Linked DNA regions of Rattus norvegicus: region 2 is linked to region 1. Evidence: chromatin contacts called from public Hi-C data. All regions are on one chromosome and are shown on one strand. The core of a region is the stretch at or near the end of the contact, and the rest is flanking DNA. Distances in the headings are between cores, read along the strand shown. Region 1 overlaps LOC103690933 (a long non-coding RNA gene). Region 2 overlaps LOC108349443 (a long non-coding RNA gene).

Evidence for each region. A called contact is a pair of places that touch in the nucleus more often than the background predicts.
Region 2: a contact with region 1 is called in a Hi-C map of liver, with 6 times the contacts expected there. The contact joins two enhancer-like sites. A contact is called at or near these places in 5 of 12 Hi-C or Micro-C datasets (the A7r5 cell line, the Rat2 cell line, frontal cortex and 2 more).

The regions. Positions count from the first base shown.
Region 1 is chr1:23,519,275-23,522,696 of GRCr8, forward strand. LOC103690933 (a long non-coding RNA gene) reads left to right here. Exons shown (of 5, transcript XR_589877.4): 1 at 1-3,422. Among named protein-coding and RNA genes, the nearest start is that of Snord100, 19 kb to the left of the region's middle. Within about 2 kb of position 1,432, at least 2 of the 93 cell types and tissues checked have an H3K27ac peak or open chromatin away from gene starts, as enhancers often do. A contact at or near this core is called in liver, where this site is marked.
Region 2 is chr1:23,676,723-23,679,974 of GRCr8, forward strand. LOC108349443 (a long non-coding RNA gene) reads left to right here. Exons shown (of 3, transcript XR_001835565.3): 1 at 1-1,896. Among named protein-coding and RNA genes, the nearest start is that of Snord100, 180 kb to the left of the region's middle. Within about 2 kb of position 1,974, at least 1 of the 93 cell types and tissues checked has an H3K27ac peak or open chromatin away from gene starts, as enhancers often do. A contact at or near this core is called in liver, where this site is marked.

The DNA of each region.
Region 1 (3,422 bases), core at 182-2,681:
CACTTATGGGTTCACTACGGTCCTAAAGGTGGGCTTGGAATGTATTACTTGCTGGCCTTTATCACTGGCAAGGTTAATATATGAGACATAACGAATTGAGTGTAAGCTTGAATAAATGAAAACTATGCATGTTTAATAATACAATTGAGGTTTATTCTGGGCTCTAAATAGTGTGGGGATGTATATGACCTTAAAACCTATATACACTTCACTGTTTCTTTTACATATGCCAGGTCTCCTCAGCAATTAACTGTGACAAAGGCACTACAACAGTTTTCATGGACTTTTAAGTTGACCTATTACATAAAAGATTCTTGGTGTATTTGTAGGGCTCATCCCAGGGTTCAAATCAGCTCTCAGGAGGTTCTTATATTGTTCACATCAACCCATTTGATATGTGATAACTTGGAGAGGGGAACAAAATGGATTAAATATATCTATGTATTGTATGTCTGTCTCTCCCCATAGCTGTGTGTCTAGATGCTGGTGGCATACATTGACTTTACAATCAAAGCTACAAGTCCTGGTTTTACCATTTCATCATTGTGAGACAACAGTTTAGTTTCTAGAAACCCAATGTTTTTTTTTTTTTAATCTAAGATGGTGATGTTAATAGTAATCTTATAATGTTCTGTGAGACATAGATGGGATGTTAGCATGGAGTGCTCGGTTCAGTGTCTGGGGCATAAATGGTGGTGGTTATCCTGATGATACAGAATTACTGTAATGGATATGTGTGTGTGTGTGTGTGTGTGTGTGTGTGTGTGTGTGTGTGTATGATATCTTAAAATAATATCATTGGGTTATATTTTATTTGACAAAATATAACCTATATAAAGATAGTTTTCAGATCTGTTAAAACTCAGATAGTCCCAGAGGAGTAAGTTACAACTGTTATTTACACAGTGCTTGAAATGATATATTTGTGTAACCTTCTCTGAAAAGGTTTATAAATAGCTTTCATAGGCATGGACTTTATTAGGGTCCCAGTCCTGAGGGGTCCATAGAATCTGGTCTAAAGATTGTTTAGGAAGATTATGGAACACTGTTTTGCCTCATGAGAGTTTGTGCCTGTTCAGATCCCCACTCTTGGCTCCAGCTCTCGACTATGGCTTTGTGCCCTTGGAGCTAACATGCTTGTTAAGAGCTGACTGTGACCACTGAGAGCTCTGGTACTCTGCACAGCATTACACAGAGCACTACATATACCCTGCACAGCACAATGCCGTACTTATTATTTCTGTAGGCTTTTTCCTTGTAACTATTTAAAACAAAACGAAGGCTGGCGAGATGGCTCAGTGCCACCACTGAGACTGACCGCCTCAGTTCCGTGCCTGGGACTCACATGTGCGAAGGAGAGACTGACCTCTGCAGCTGGTCCTCTGACCTCCACACACACCTTGGCATGTACACATCCCAGCCCTTCACAGGTAAATGATTAACAAAAGAACAAAAAGGGCGCTCACTTCACCGAAGGTCCAGATTACCTCTCGCTCTTCAGTACTCAGTTGATATGTCTCCATCAGGACAGCTTTGTGAGCAACGAGGCCTGTCCTGTTCTTCAGGCTCATGCTTCCTCTGACTGTGCTTCCTCTCCTGACTCCATTGCTTATCTCAGACAGGATGCATGTCTACTGTGAAACACTCAGATCACTCTTGCCTAGGGCCTGCGTTCTGCCTTTAGAAGTTACTTCAGCATGGTGACCTTCTCAGAAGGTCTTTACACCTTCTGTGGCCACTGGTGCAGAGCGCATGGTCAATCATTACGTTTCGACTTCTTAGCTCTTGAGAACCTGCACTACTGATCGCTCCCGCTTCAGGGGAGGACTTTCCCTGTCTTTTGAGGACACTGCAGTCCTCTGGTTTGTTTGCTGCTTTGTTACTGATTCCTCCTCCTGCTCTTTCCTAAACACTGTAGTTCTGGGCCCTCGTCCCTGAATCTCCTCGCTCTGTATACTCCCTCCATGGTTTCATGTGCACACATGTAAGTCTATGTATATAGAACTTTGGAAGCCCTTAGATGTAAGTGATATAGATATAAATTTTATCTCTGTTCTAGGACTCTGCCTCATTTCCAAGTGTGTATTCTCAGAGATCATTTGACAGCTCTACCTGGATGCCAACAGCTTCTTTAACCAGATCTCTGGTCTTTACTAGATCACTCCATTCCCTGCCTGTTTTTTTAAAAATAATTAAGAAGTATTATTTATTATTACTGTATGTAGATGATTTTTGTATGTGTTTGCTATGTGTTGTGTGGAAGTTAGAGGGCCTGGGATTGAACCCTGATCGTGAGCTGGGTAAGCGCTTCACCCATTAAGCTGTTTTGCTACCCTTCACTGTTTTCTCAACTAAGTTTTAGGTGAACATGCAGAGCATGGGTTGCACTCTGGCATTGTATGACACGAGTCACTGCAGCTTACTCTCCTGTCTCCCCTCGCCCTTCTTCTCCAGTCTCCTGTTACCGCTTGGCATCATGGCCGTGTCCACACTTGCTCTACCTTTGACTCTGAACACAAACTGTTGTCTTTGTTTTGAAGGTAGAGTAAGAACACAGTGTTTTGTTTTTCTCACTCCTGTGTTTCCATCCTGGTCTGAATTACTGTAATTGGGAAACTTGGGGAACTGTGGTAGCTCTCTAATCACCATCCACCTTCGACCCTGAAAATTTCCTCTCAGCAGCCACAGCTCGCTGCTGGTTATTTTACCTCTGCTTAACTACTCCAGTGGATTCCACCTTTTTATTTTTTGGGATAAAAGGTAGTTCCTATGATAACCTTCCAGAGCTCACACTCTCTGCTCCCTCTTCTCTCCAGCCTCCTTCTTTCACTCACTTTCACTCACTCAGAGTCAGCTCCTGGCTGTTTCTTCACAGTATTGTGCAGCGTCCTCACTGCATGAAATAGCCCTCAGCATGAGGCAGCCCTCTCCCCCTGGGCTATCACCCACCCTCCTGCATGTGAGGTAGCCCTCTCCCCCTGGGCTATCACCCACCCTCCTACATGTGAGGTAGCCCTCTCCTCCTGGGCTATCACTCACCCTCCAGCATGAGGTAGCCCTCTCCCCCTGGTCTATCACCCAGCTTTTCTCTTGTTTATTAATTTGTCCCTGTACTCATCAGCATTTTACTCCCTATATTTAAATTACTGGTAAGTACATGCATCTCACTTTGAAAAAAATGTAGCTTTCATTGTAAGAAATGAAGATAAGGAAGGGTTTCCTATAAAAATTAAATATATTTTTAAACTTTTTTCTTGATTCTTTGTGAGTTTTACATTATCACTCAGTCCCAAGAAAGAGAAAAGATTCCTTCACAGCAGGATGCATATGCCAGCTTCCTCCAGTGGGAGGTGAGATCACGTTGAGAACAACAGACTAACAGAGGCCTTTTGTTTTCAGACTAGACTCCCCAGTGATGTCTT
Region 2 (3,252 bases), core at 724-3,223, 160 kb after region 1:
ATGTTAGTGTGTATGTGTGTATGTATGTGTGTGTATTTGTGTGTACATGTATGTGTGTACATGTATGTGTGTGTGTAGGTGTTCCTGTATATTAGTGTGTGTGTGTGTGTGTACATGTATGTGTGTGTGTGTGTAGGTGTTCCTGTATGTTAGTGTGTATGTGTGTATGTATGTGTGTGTGTATTTGTGTGTACATGTATGTGTGTACATGTATGTGTGTGTGTGTGTAGGTGTTCCTGTATGTTAGTGTGTGTGTGTGTATGTATGTGTGTGTGTATTTGTGTGTACATGTATGTGTGTACATGTATGTGTGTGTGTGTAGGTGTTCCTGTATGTTAGTGTGTGTGTGTATGTATGTGTGTGTATTTGTGTGTACATGTATGTGTGTACATGTATGTGTGTGTGTGTGTGTAGGTGTTCCTGTATATTAGTGTGTGTGTGTGTGTGTACATGTATGTGTGTGTGTGTGTAGGTGTTCCTGTATGTTAGTGTGTATGTGTGTATGTATGTGTGTGTGTATTTGTGTGTACATGTATGTGTGTACATGTATGTGTGTGTGTGTGTAGGTGTTCCTGTATGTTAGTGTGTGTGTGTACATGTATGTGTGTGTGTGTGTAGGTGTTCCTGTATATTAGTGTGTGTATTTGTGTGTGTGTGTGTGTGTGTGTGTGTGTGTGTGTGTGTGCGCATGCACACAATCAACCCTCCATATTTCTGGACTCCAAATATATCGATACAACCAACTACAGATCAAAAATATTCAGAAAAATGCATCTGTATAACATATACAGCCATTCTTCCCTTCCATCACCTTGAAATGATATGGTGTAACAACCACTTAGTTCTACTGTGTTCTGTAAGCAATCTAGACCCGAATTAAAGTATTCAGAAGAACATACATACACTGTGTTATATGAGGACTTTGGTAGCAGAGGTGGGTCCTGAAATTAAACTAGTTCCTCATGGACAGATACCAGAGAATGATTATACACACTCTCTCTCTCTCTCTCTCTCTCTCTCTCTCTCTCTCTCTCTCTCTCACACACACACACACACACACAAAGTATATAAATGTGCATTTATATTTATATATTTATATTTAGCTAATTATTTGGATCAAATAATCATTTATGGCAATTGGTGGTTTAAGCAGTAATGTTTTCAGTTACTCTAATGCATAGAAATGCTGCATGTTTACCAAGTTTGTGTAACTTGAGGTTTCCAGAAAATTCTATCCAGGAGTGAGGAATCACTCAGAGTAAGCACCTGTTTGTCTTGTTAATTTGTAACTTAAAACACTTTGTCTGACTCAACTCAAAAGAAGCCTCCAGTCTGAAATGATCAGTCACCCTAAATTAACATTGTGATCACTGCTGGCATGACCCTCTGTATAGCATTGTGCCCTCTATGCTGAATGTTCTGAATTATTCTCTAAGGGAGAAAATAGAGGATACTTTCTTATTCAAGAAATAGACTCTAAGTAAAAAAAATGTATCCTTCCTTCTAAGAAAAAGGCAGTGCACAACCAAAATTTGTGACTTTAAAACATTTAGTCCCTACTGATAGGGCTTTTATTGAAGTACATGAAAATATGAATACAGAAAATTATTCATGTAAAAATAAAAAGAGCCAAACTGCAGAGAAGAAACAGGTGGAATTTGTTGTTTTTCCTGCTTGGATGATTTTCCAAAGCTTCAGATCAAACATTGACCTTTCACCCAGGTGAACGACAGTGTAGTGAGAAAACTCTCTTCCCTGTTGGAAGGACATAGGCGGTGGAAGCCTGTCCCTGGACGGCTGCTGAGCTGAGTGGTGACTATGAGCAATTGCCATCTGACAGTTATTCTGTGGCTTAAGGAAAATGGCTGTGGTCACGCTCCGATTCCTGCTGGACAGGTATGTGCATCATAGGAAACCACCACTAAATCTGGCACCTCGATGATCTGTTATTGGCAGCAGGGAGCAAAGGCCTGAATCAGCACTCAGATGTGAGGGCTCTGACCATTCAACCTGGTCACTCCAGGTCAGGCTGGGAGAGGCATGAGTGCAGTGCTTAAAACTGGAACCTTTAAGGAGTTGATGCCTGATGCTATTTGACAGTCTGTGAATAAAATGGTTATTCAGATTCGAGGGTTTTCTATCTGGCTTAGTTTTATGGGCCTGATTTAACAACAGAAAGGAAATACCTCTTTTATTTTGAATATGATCATTTATCAGCCTATTAAAAATACAAGCAGTCATTCCAGGCCTGGTAGCATGTAACAGTGTAGCAGACACCTCAGACATGGCAGTAAGCAACACTGTAGCAGACACTTCCGGCATGGCAGTACTCAAGAGTGTAGCAGACACTTCAGGCATGGCAGTACTCAAGAGTGTAGCAGACACTTCGGGCATGTATGTAACAGTGTATCCAATAGCTTCAGGTTGCGGCAATCAGTCCCGGTGATGAGAAATTTCCTATTTTTACAGAATGACAAACTGATGTGTTGATGAAGAAAACCAAGAGTCCCAGTTGAATGTCGTTCTGCACCGAGACTGAGCATAGCTTTTAGTGAGTGAGCAGGTTACTGCTGGCCATTCAAGGGCAGCAGAGGCAACATGGTTCTACTCAGACAGCAGAATAACCAGGCTTTATTTACCTTAAATCCGAGGGTCCAGTAGTGCCAGCGCCCACTGCACAGATAGACAAACAGATCATTCATCCAGTAGTAGCTGTGTTTCCCTAACTTTTTCATATCTGCCTACTTTTACTTAACATGCAGTATAATAGATCCCCAAATTGTGGGAGCACGGTAGTGGATCAAAGGAACTCTAAGAGCAGTGGTACGAATATGTCAACAGTAGGATTTAACTGGCTCAAGAGGCTCCTCGGCCATTAAGCTGGGAAACTGAGGGGCTCTGGGGGCCCCCATAGCATTGTAGTTAGGACTGACCTCAGTAGCTTGGGCACAACTCCTGGTGGCCAATAAATGAGGTAAATTTAATAGCAGACTTTGAGGTGAACTAATGTTTTATTCTTCAGCCAACCAAGGCTGTAAGCACGGCTGGTCATGAGGAGCAGAGGGGAATATTTAGGAGTGTGGAGAGGCAGGCAAAGTGCTCATAAAGAACTTCAAAATGCTTATAAATGTGGTCGCGAAAAGACAAAGCATTGGAAGCAAAAGCAGATTTTCCAGAACAAATCTCTGAGATTCAGATGTATGTGTATATATGTCTATATGCACACACACACACACACACACACACACACAC